Regions from separate parts of the Gossypium hirsutum genome. Here region 2 is linked to region 1. The links are chromatin contacts, called in public Hi-C maps. All regions are on one chromosome and are shown on one strand. The core of a region is the stretch at or near the end of the contact, and the rest is flanking DNA. Distances in the headings are between cores, read along the strand shown.

What was found. Hi-C and Micro-C count contacts between places; a contact is called where the count stands out from the background.
Region 2: a contact with region 1 is called in a Hi-C map of leaf, with 2.8 times the contacts expected there. The contact joins the promoter of LOC107909560 here to the promoter of LOC107886649 in region 1. A contact is called at or near these places in 9 of 34 Hi-C or Micro-C datasets (callus, hypocotyl and leaf).

What each region holds. Positions count from the first base shown.
Region 1 is chrA03:103,105,514-103,111,122 of Gossypium_hirsutum_v2.1, reverse strand. It overlaps LOC107886649, which reads left to right and starts at 2,398. Exons shown (of 6, transcript XR_005917929.1): 1 at 2,398-2,617; 2 at 2,720-2,845; 3 at 3,542-3,670; 4 at 3,792-3,887.
Region 2 is chrA03:103,298,720-103,304,540 of Gossypium_hirsutum_v2.1, reverse strand. LOC107909560 (zinc finger protein GIS3) reads right to left here and starts at 3,301. Exons shown (of 1, transcript XM_016837143.2): 1 at 2,225-3,301. The coding sequence starts at 3,186. The coding sequence ends at 2,461.

The sequences.
Region 1 (5,609 bases), core at 1,149-3,648:
ATAGTATTAATCTATAACTGAACTTTTATAAAACTATTAATTGATCCCAATCAAATTAATTTCGGTAACCAATCAATTAATCAAACTAATTCGATACAATTAATTAACTCAGTTTAAATCAACGTAGCCTCAGTTCTTTGGAAGTTAGTTCCTTAGCCAATCGTTGTCTCAATGATATCTAGCAGCTTTTCTTCACCCTGACCTATTTGTGCTATTAGAAAACAATCGCGTTTTGGTAGTGAAGATAAAGACTTAAATGTAGGCTCATGATTTGTAGGAAGAGGTTCAAACATGAGGATGCTCCACCCTTAAAGCCAATCTTGCACTAGTTCAAATAAAATAACACAATGAATAATGTAAGAAGGAATATAGAGTCACGTCTTGTTTGCAAAATTGCATTTTAGATGTGATAGATAGATTGAAAGAGGAGTCTAAGAAAATAATTCAATTTGAGAAGAGATTTGAAGATGAAGGAAAATGAAATCATTAATCGAATCATGGCATTGTTAACAATGTTACGCTAATTAGAAATGCATTTTATGACAACTGGATGTTATAAAAATAATGGATTAGGGTAACAGAATTGGAAATAATGTTTGAGGCAAGTAAAACATTATTTTCAAAGATAACTTACTATCCCTCAAATTTAATAAACTCATATGAAGAAGAATAATAATAAAAACTTAAAAGCAGTACTTAGCTAAAGGCTAAGCTTGTATTCATTTTTTTGGCGTGTTTTGGAAAGCTACTAGTGCATGGTTTTTACAGCCATCAAGGTAACGATTTGTTGAGATAATTAAAGAAAGTAACAGCTACATGGAATAATGGGTAGTCAAGATACTGTTGAGAAATTTAAGAGAGTAACGAATAGAGAGAAAATTAAGGTAGGTCAAACTTTATTAAGCTTTTTAAGATAAGCTCTTGTCTAGTGGCCCGATTTTGTCTGGGCCCAGACAAAACAAAACAAAAAACCCAAAAATAAATAAACAACAAAAACAAATAAAAATTTAGTCCATTTATAAGCCCAAAGCCCACTATCCTAAATTTAAACAGAAAAAAGAAAGAAAAAACTCTAATTCCTTCAGTCCCCGCCTCTACCATGTCAACAGGTACACCCCCCAAAGTTGTCTGCACCCTTAGGACTGCCCTCTGCCAATTTCACCGAAATGGAAAAAGGTGCATCTCCCTATCGCTGTTGACCGAAAGCTTCCTCACCGCCACCATGCAAAGGCCTGAAACAGAAACGGGAACAGAATCAAAGAAGTAGGAAAGAAAAGAACACTACAGCAAAACAAGTTTTTAGCGGCGTTTGAATGAAAAACGCCGCTAATGCTTGATATTTAGCGGCGTTAAACGCCGTAAAAAAATTAACACAATGCCGTGGTTTTGTATTGAGCCTTTAGTGGCTTTACAAAAACGCCGCAAAAGAATTTTGCAAAATGCCATTTTCCCTAATCCGAATCCTTAAAATAATCACCCATTTTTCCCCAATTCGAAATCCAAAATCCCCAGTAGATGTTTCTTTTTCTAACAATGGTTTAGTGTGCAATTGTATACATGAAATTTAATTTGATCCATTTCTTGTAAATTATTAACACAATTATTGATATAACATCATTTTATATTTATATATTGCATACATAAATATTTATATTTATCCAATATAAAAATATATTGATGTATTTATTTTTTAAAATGTGTATGATTAAATCAAAATTAAAGTTTCAACTATACATTTAAACCACAATTAGAATTTCACGTCTACAATTACACATTAAACCGAAATTCATATATAATTCTGAGATGTATTTCTATCAAAATTTAGGTGTATACATATAATTAAATGCCATTTATATAAAAATCTAAACAACTAATGCGGACCATGCTTAAAAGAATAATGCTTGTATTGTTGTGTCATTTTGTATTTTTTTAATTCATCTATTTCATTTTATTTTTGTTAAAGTTTCCTTTTGTATTTTATATGATAATTTAAAAATTATAAAAATCTTCAAAAAAATTTAAAAATTTAAAAATTTAAAATTTAAAATTTAAAATTTAAAAATAAAAAACTTAAAAATTTAATATTTAATATTTTAGTCCATATTTCAGTTAAAAAGTTCAATATTCAAAATTAAAAAAATTCAAAAAATGATAATCTCAGCACAAAAATTTTGAAAGAAAAATAGAAAAAAATATGTTAAAAATAAAAAAAATTAAAATTAAGCAATAGTGACGATTTTCCCAAAAACGCTACAAAAACTTAAGCTATAATGGCACTTTTTAGTAAAAACGCCGCAAAAAATTGAGCTATAATAACATTTTTATTGAAAACGCCGCAAAATATCATTATTTTACTAAAAAAAAGGAAAAAGAGAAATCAAAATCCAGCTCACTCTCAAAAAAAAAAAAAACTTTTGGTTACCGGCTCCTTTACTCCCTCTTATTCTCTCAAATCCCCCAAATAAAATTTAGCTACTCTTTTTCTCTCGATCTGAAATAATAAAAAGAAACTAAAAAAGGCACAAAGGGTTTTTGGAAGCAAATCAGAGCGAAGAAAACCCTTCACTATTATTCACTCTGTTTTCGCCAATGAAGTTCCTCTTTCGATTCATTTCTGGTATAAATTCCAAAATTATACAAACACCAAAATTTTCCTTTTACGACTCGATTTCTTATCTCGTTTCTTGTATCTTTTGCTGTTGAAAGCGGATCCCAACAGGACTATGCTTCGTTCACTGGGTCGCCACCAGTTTTCGGATTTAACTGGAACAAAAGCCAAACGAAACTATGCTGACAATGTTTCTGAGTACAACGCTGTCCTCGCTTCTCTCAATGCCACACGAAGGTTCTGTCGTTTAACTTGTTGCTTTGTCTGGGTCTTATTTGATGTCTTTGTTTATATATGCTGTAGTTTTTGCTTTTCTATTTTGTTTTTAATTTCAGAAGGAAAAAAGGAGAGGAAAAAAAACTGGATTTAAACATAATATTTTTGGAAAAAATATAATTTAAAGAATTTTTTACTTTGCATTTAGAGAAAAAGAAAGTATGATTTTACTTTTGAGTACATTCCCTTTGGTTATTTGTTCATAATTAATCAATTATGTGGTTGTGGACACCAAGTTCTGTTCGTTTAAGTTGTTTCTTATTTGTTCATAACTAATTGTTCCTTGAAATAATTCATCTTGTTATTTGCACAAGTATTTAAATATTCATGATAGCAGCTGGTACTTATTTTTATTTTTGCAAGAGAAATTATAGCTCTAATTAATTTATATGGAGGACAAAATGAAATAAAGAAGTAGAAAGAAAGGAGCTCTAGCTGTCTCAAGTCCCTACTAAATTTCATTGCTCTAGCAGTCCTTTTGGCAACTTAGGAACATTTTGAGCTAGCCTTTTAAGTATTGAAAGCATGCCCTATTTTTCCTGATTTATTGTCTTGCAACGTTTAGATGTTTTGTTGTTTTTATTAATTAGCACTAGCATCTCATAAGCATATGACATAGTTATTTCTTTCACTAATTCTGGGAACTTGCATTGCCAGGCCAGGTGTTACAGCTGGTAAGGCTGCTGGAATGGAAGTGGTTGCTGTGCCATCTGTTCCAAAACAAGCGCATCTTTACATCTCTGCCGATGAAGTGATAAACTCTCTGCTTGATTTGCAACCTGAAAAGTAGGGCCTACCTCCATTTCAAGATTGTAAATCTTTTGACACCTACATCTTTGTATTACATCATAGTTAGTAACCTTTACTTGTAAACAATAATCATGAGAAAATGGTGTTGTGATTGCAGGGATAGAGGGAACTTTGCCAACAGAACCTTGGTATATCAGTGGTCCCGTCATTAAGGGATTTGGCCGTGGCTCAAAAGTTCTTGGGATCCCTACAGGTATATAATAAACTGTTTGCTAAGCTAGTCTCTGTCCTTAAGCTATTTTGGCCTTTGTGTGGGAAGAAATCACACAGATATCTACCTGTAACTCAAACCCCTAATAACTTAAGAGTCTTTGAGCCATGTTGCTTTGTTATAACATCCAAAGTCTTAGACATTTGTTCATATTTCGTCTGTTTTGCTTCATATCCTGATCTCTTTCGTTTCTTTTTTCCAGCTAACTTGTCACCCAAAGGTCACTCAAGTCTAAGAGAGAGTGTTTACAAAGAGAGAATACTGAAAGTAAAAGAAAAGAGATCTAAGCTATTTTTCGATGCCTTCTTTAGGCTTCTTACATTCCTATTTATAGCAAAATTTCAAAGTTCTATTTAATTTTTCTTCAATCCCATTATTTATCATAATATACCACAGATCCTCTAATAGAAGAATGTTTATGTTTAAGAATTCAGACAAAAAATTCTGAAATTAGTGATTTAGCAAAAGATCTAGCAATAAGTTGGACTTCTATTAATGAATATACCAACACGACAGAAGTGGAAATTAAAGAAATTAATAATAAAATAATTGAGTTATTTGAACCTAATAAATTTACTACAGAAATACAACCAAAATTATTAAATCTAAAAGATCTGTCAATACCAAAAGATTGGATGATTGATAGAATAAGTGGTGCTAGTACTTCAAAACCAGTAAGTACTATAGAATATATGTCATCTGGAGATAGACTATATTTTAAAAATAATGCTATAATAAATATAAATGATAATTTAGTTTTACCCTCTAATTCTCAGATAAAGGAAGAAGAAGATAATATTAGTACAAATTCAAAAACACCAATAAGTATGAAAACAGTTTAAATACCTATTTTCCCCACTGAACCTAGTAGAAATTCTAGAAATACTAGAATGGAAGAAATACAAGCTACTACTATTATTCAACAAATGAAAATGGGAAAAAATTATATTATTACATTTTCAAATTTCCAACCTAGGAAATATTATATAAATATTGAAATTACATTTCAATTTAGAGAATATAAAACATATTATTTGCATGCCTTATTAGATACTGGAGCTACCACAAGTAGCTGTAGAGAAAATGTCATTCCTGAAGAAAAATGGGAATTAATGAAAAACTCAATTAGAGCCATAGGAATAGATGGTAAAGAAACCATAATCCAATTTAAGGCTAGAAATATACCAATTTACATAAATAATGTAAGATTTGTAATTCCTAAAATATTGTGTTTTCCTGAAATGCATGGAGACATATTATTAGGAAATAATTTTATATATCATCATTTACCGTTTTCTATAGATAAAAATTTAGTAATATTATCAACAGAAAAAACTTCTGAAGAAATACATTTAATAGAAAACCATAAATTTGTATGTGATAAAGGATTTAGACCAATGAGAAAAGAACAAATTAAACAACTAGAAACAAATCATTGGTTGTTTAAAATTCTAGAAAATAATTTTAGTGAAGAACCATTAAAATTATGGGAAAATAGTCCAAGATATTGTGAAATAAAATTAAAAAATCCTATAAAATTATTAGAATTAAACCCATGATCTATACTAAACAAGATATAGATGAATTTGATACACAAATCAAGGAATTATTGGAAAAAGGATTAATAGAAAAAACTAATAGTCCACATTCAAGCCCAACTTTTATGGTAAGAAATCATGCAGAAATAAAAAAGGGGAAAAGCTA
Region 2 (5,821 bases), core at 2,052-4,551, 190 kb before region 1:
ATAAAGCAAACCTCATCTTATAAAAAAAATGAATATAACCCAAGTGCACCAGTTTTCAAACCTATGAACATCATTGTGCTTTAGCTTCTGCACCTTTCTTTTTTTCTTTTCTCTCACACTAAACCAAATTCACCAAAAGCTTTGATCAGCTGAACTATGGGAGTTAAACCTCCAAAAGTATCCAATCAAATTAAGATTCTCTCGTGGAACCTTATTCCTTGGCTTCCCACTTGTACTACCTATATATATATATCTTCACCATTCATATTATCAAATTCTTCCAAACCACCCATTTCAAATGCAACAATCTTCCATTTTCTTGCTATACATTTTACTTGCTTGAAAAAATAATCATATTGTGTTCTGCTTTTCCGAAACTTTTTAATCTTTGTCGTGTATGAAATTATCGGATCTAGATATTTCTATTCAAATGATACAAGACTTGCCTATGCATGCTAACCCTAATCAATTAAAACAGTCACTTTTTAACAACAAAAAAAAAAAGGTTAAGAAAAATGGCTTTAGGGAAGTGCCAATGGATGAGGAGAAGACCTGTCACCGACCTTATGGACATGTTGAAAGGTTTTAAGATCCTAAACTTAACTTTGCACCGAAAAAAAAGTATGATTTTGGGGGTGACCACCTGCCCTTTTGACCAATTTATAGTTTAGTTTAATCAGCTGTTTTAAGTCAGTGGACAAACCCTAGGATGATGCATTAGGTGCTTTGCCATTCATCATCTTTGCTTAAGTGCTTACACGTAAGCTTCTTTTTCCCCACAAGCTCTTAGTTGCTGATTTATAAGAATCCCATTGTTTTCTCAACCAAATTCATTTATTTTATTCCTCATCTCTCTCAACTTCTTAATCAGTACAGTACTGAAGAGATCTTATATTTAAATCCTAAATTAATAATTATTCCAGGCATTTTCAGACACTAAGGTTGCAGCTGCTGATTTAAAAAATGTGGGGAAGATGAAGAAATATGGGCTGGATTTGCATGTAATGGGGTCCCATTTTTCATCATCTTCTAGTCAACTTGAGAGAAAAGAAAACACCAACAGACTATCAAATGGTTAGTTGGAGTTCTTGGGACTAGAATGCACAAGTTCTGTAATAATATCTGACCTTCCAAAGGAAAAACAACCACCGGGTTACTTAATTTGTCCTTGCAACAAGAAATAAATTTTATATATATAAAAAACATAAATTGGGGATTGGATAAAAATAATGCTACATGTAAGAAAAGTAAAAGAGTAATAATGATGCTCTAATATCAAAACTAATTAGATGGATAATCCTGAGAGTACAAAAAAGTGTTAACAGCTTGTATAGGAGAAACAGGCCTGCATGCATGCTTCATGTGTTTGCACCTCCATCAATTGGTCCTTCCTTTTTTAAGCATATTAAGACTTTATCAAACTCACTTTAACATGTCTTGTTTGTACTCACACTGACAACATAACTGTTATTGTATTCTTTCAGGTTAGAGATGATTTAAGACATAGATCTCGACTTGAAAAGTTTGAAAAGATACTGATAATGGCTTCAAGTTGCAACCCGGCTTAAATCTATTAGAAAGACACACAGAGAGAGAACCCCTAGTGGTTCCAAGAACTTAGACTCCTTTCTTTATCAATTGCCATTAAGTTGGGGGGCAATTGGCTAATTAACTTTGTTGCTAGGAAATGCTGACAGCAGTGTCACAACACAATTCAAGACCATTCCTGTTGGTTGCAAATTAAGGTTTCTAATTGGTAAGAGATAAATAATAAAGGTCATATTGTATAACAACAACTGAGCTGGATTGGATGGTGATTATGTCTCCAATTTAAGTCCCCATTTTCCCCCACCTCACCAAGTTAGCAGACGCAGATTCTCTGTAAATAGCGTAAAATTAACACATAAGCTTCCTTGCGGGGAGCTGGAAGAGACAAATTGTGGTGTTACCTTTCGACATTACTCATCAATGACCAACCAACCAGTGAAGCTGTAGGGTGCGTTTCATTTGATAAACCACATTAATTGCATATATATTGTAAGGTACGGACACAAAATTTGTCTAATGTCAAATGTGCCTCACTGTTTCCATCCTTTTTAATTATTTAGGCTCCTATTTTTGGATGCTAGAATTTCAGCTTTTAATTTATTTAGCTACATAGAATAATAGTAGGGAAGAAGCTATTAACTCATATGCATGAAAGTTTTGGTTCTAAATTTAGATGTTTAAGATAATTCATATTGGTGAGGAAAATTGAGTTACATACATGAAGTTTTTATTCTAAATTTAGATCTTAATATACAAAATTAAAATTGGTGAGGAAAGTTAAGTGATTATATAACTTTAAAAAAGGGGAAAAAAAGTTTTGTGCAAGTGAAACAAATAATTTCCCTGATAAAAATAAATAAAAAAATAAAATTGTTTGAAAATGTACAAAGATCCCAAACACTAAAGACCGAGTCAAGGCCTGGCTGGAGCAAGACTAAGGTGCAAATCTAAGCCCAATGCATCATCAAAACTGGGGCCACCATCTCCCTTTGAAAACCTACGCAACGAGGGTCCATCAACACCCCGTCCATGGTGGCCCCCACCTTGCATCACTTGGGGGCCAACGCTTACGCCCAGATCCCCCAAACCACCACCACCACCACCACCACCATAAGGTACCCCCGCTGGCCCCCTCCCCACTCCACCACCTCCTCCTCCACCACCAGCGCTTGGAATCACACAGCCATGTGAGACGTGGAAAGGAGGTGGCCCTCCTCGTGGCAAGTAAACCCAAGACGGTCCCGCCGCAGCTGGCACCACGACGGGTGTAGCCGACGCTAAGAGATGCGGTGGAGGAGCAAAAGCAGAGATGATAGGGTTCCTAGCAAACGAAACCGCGGCGCTTCGAGTGGCTTGAAGTTGAGCACGCTTGAGCTGTTGCCTTTCCTTCTTATGAGCGTTCTGGTGACCTCCTAAAGCTTGAGAGTTGGCAAACTCACGGCAACAATACTGACACTCGTATTTGCGGTCACCAGGAGCAGGGAAGCCACCTGGCTCTGAAGACCCTGATGATGGATCTTTGGTGGTTCTGGATTCCAAAACATCATCATCTTCCGAGACGTTGAAGCCGAAGAGCTTTAGACGTGCAGTAGTGGCGCTGTTGGTTTTGGTATTAGCTTGGTATTCTAACTCTGCCATGTTAACTAGAGAAAAATAGAAAGAGAAATGAAGAAGAATAGTTTAGTTGTTCAATGTAATGTAATGTAAGGGGAAGAGTTGCATGTGTGGGGGTATATATACATGATAAAAAAAAAAGGATTTGTAGAACATGAACAGTACAACTTAGGATGAAAGAGAAAGATTTCGGATATCCCAAGGGGGAAAAAGAAAAGAGAGTATTAGGGAACACGACAAGACCCGAGAACACTTGACTTGGGACCCTCACCCAAGCCTTGTCTTCGCTTAGTGTACCTATTTCTCTAATTTGATACTGTTACTTCATCAATGCATTGCGTTGCATTTATTTTCTTTTTGGGGTTTTTTAAAGCTTGTTTATATTTATACATACAAGAATAAAAATGATTGAATTGGTCCATGTTTATTTATTTATTTTAAATAAGGAGCATCATTTGAGAGAAAATGGGTATCCAAAAAGCAATTGTGGGAGGTTCTTAATATAATGGGAACTTTTGTAGAGAACGTGAAGCAATTAGGTTAGAAAACAGATAGGAGGTAAGGGGGAGTGATCTGGACCACTATGCTGTAGATGGAAAAGGTTTGAATGGCCAATGAGAAGCTAAAAAAGTTGTTTTCATACATTGGTTGGGTTAATGACAGATTTCTAAATAATGTTCTTACACGACACGTACAATTCCAAGGAGCCGGTGAGGGTAATCTGAAGTGAAGTGAGGTCTATGTAGACTCTATAGGTAGCTAGATCCCTGTTCATGGTGGGCATCAACAGGGTATGGTTTTTAATTAACTAAATTTACTAACAAACAAAATGAGTGTACTAATAAAAAGATTCCATTCGAGATGATGACACATGTTGGAAAACTGGGGACCTTTTTTTGGTAATCACCATGAATTTATTCTTTCTTTCTTTCTTTATTTATCAAGTAGATTAATTAATTAAGAAAACAGTAATGTTAGTGGAACTGTCTCCAATGAAACGCCGTGATGCCCATCTCTTAAGTCTTTAATTCCCTGGCAAATCTCTCTGCTACCAAAAATGCCTTCTCTTTCTCTCTCTCTCTCTCTCTCTCTCTCTCTCTCCCGCGCTTCACTTCAGCTCAATCTCAGGAGCCGACACCGCCACCCACCACCACTCTCGCCCCTCATTTCTCTCTAAAAAGTCAAACTAAATCTAACATGTAAATCCATGCATGCATATATATATAGCACCACTTAGCTGTGTTTCCCAAAATTACCCCACACACACAGAAAGGAAAAAAAAGGTGGGGAAAAAAACCTTGAATTTCAAGTTTTAAACGTATGGTAATGGCGATATATCGATAATCTAACTATTCATGGATGACATAGATATAGAACTTCTCTTCCACACAACCCCAAACTTTTAAAAGTGTCAATACACTCATGCATTATATAATGTTGTAGGGTTATAGGGCAGGTGCATATCTAGAAAGGGTTACGCATGTTTCACATCAGATAAAACTTTCTGGCAATGGCAAGATGGGAGTTTAGTCTAAGTCAACCACGTGAAGCAAAGCTTTCACTTGCCTGGTCTGAATATAAATGGAAGTAGGGTTTGGGGGGTATCGAAATTAATGGACGGAAAGGGGGAAGAAAATGAAGGAATGAATGTTCAGGTGTTTTACAACTACGAAAAGAGACCCATCTTTACGTGTTGATGATGAATAATAATTGTTTAGGATGTTAGCGTGATTGACGTTGAAATCTGTATTTCTTTATGCAATTTTCTTGCTTTGCCAAGATCTATCCGAATCTTACTAACTACGAGACAGAGAAAAGTTTTGGGGTTTCTTTTTTTAATCCAATTATATTAGGCACGATTAAATTTGAAATGAAATCAAGTCCTATCATTGAATAAAAAGTAAAACTCTCTTAATATATATATTTTTGTTATTTATAAAATTTGAAGTCTTATTTAAAAAATATAATCGAAAATTTTTATCACTCCAACCCATATGAATTTTAATATCTTAAAATTGTACTCCCACTTAGAAAGGGAATAATTAAATGTGGATTAATATATTATTATAATTTGTATTATATATGCAAAAGCTATTACTAAGTGTTAGTGTTGGTCACAACTCCAAATATGACCCACCTTTGTCTCCCCTTTCTCATGTGTGTTCCATTCAAACGCCTCTTTCACTTTTGTCCATTTTCCCCATAAAACAAACCCACCCACCCATTGCTACCTCTCCTTTTTCTCCAAAACCTCATTTTCTTTCCAACCGTTAGATCTCTTTCATGATTATTACTAACATCAACATGTGCTCCCTCTTTGTTGTATTTTATATTAAGAAAAATCCATTTTATATTAATTTCTAAGCCTATATATGTAAAAATCCATTTTATATTAATTTCTAAGCCTATATATGTATGAATATATGAAGCCTAACTTCATTTCTAAGCTAAGTTCTTAGATTCTTTCTTGGCCTTCATAACGACAAATTTCTTGCGGGTTTCAACAAGCAGGTAAGAGATGAGATGGTTGTGATGATCCGTTCATGCATCATCAATATATGTGGGTCCATATTTATTTATTTTAAGTCCCATGTTTATGCTCATAGATAGATTAGGACTTAGATTGGGATGAATTCAGAAAATAGGGAAGAAAAAAACA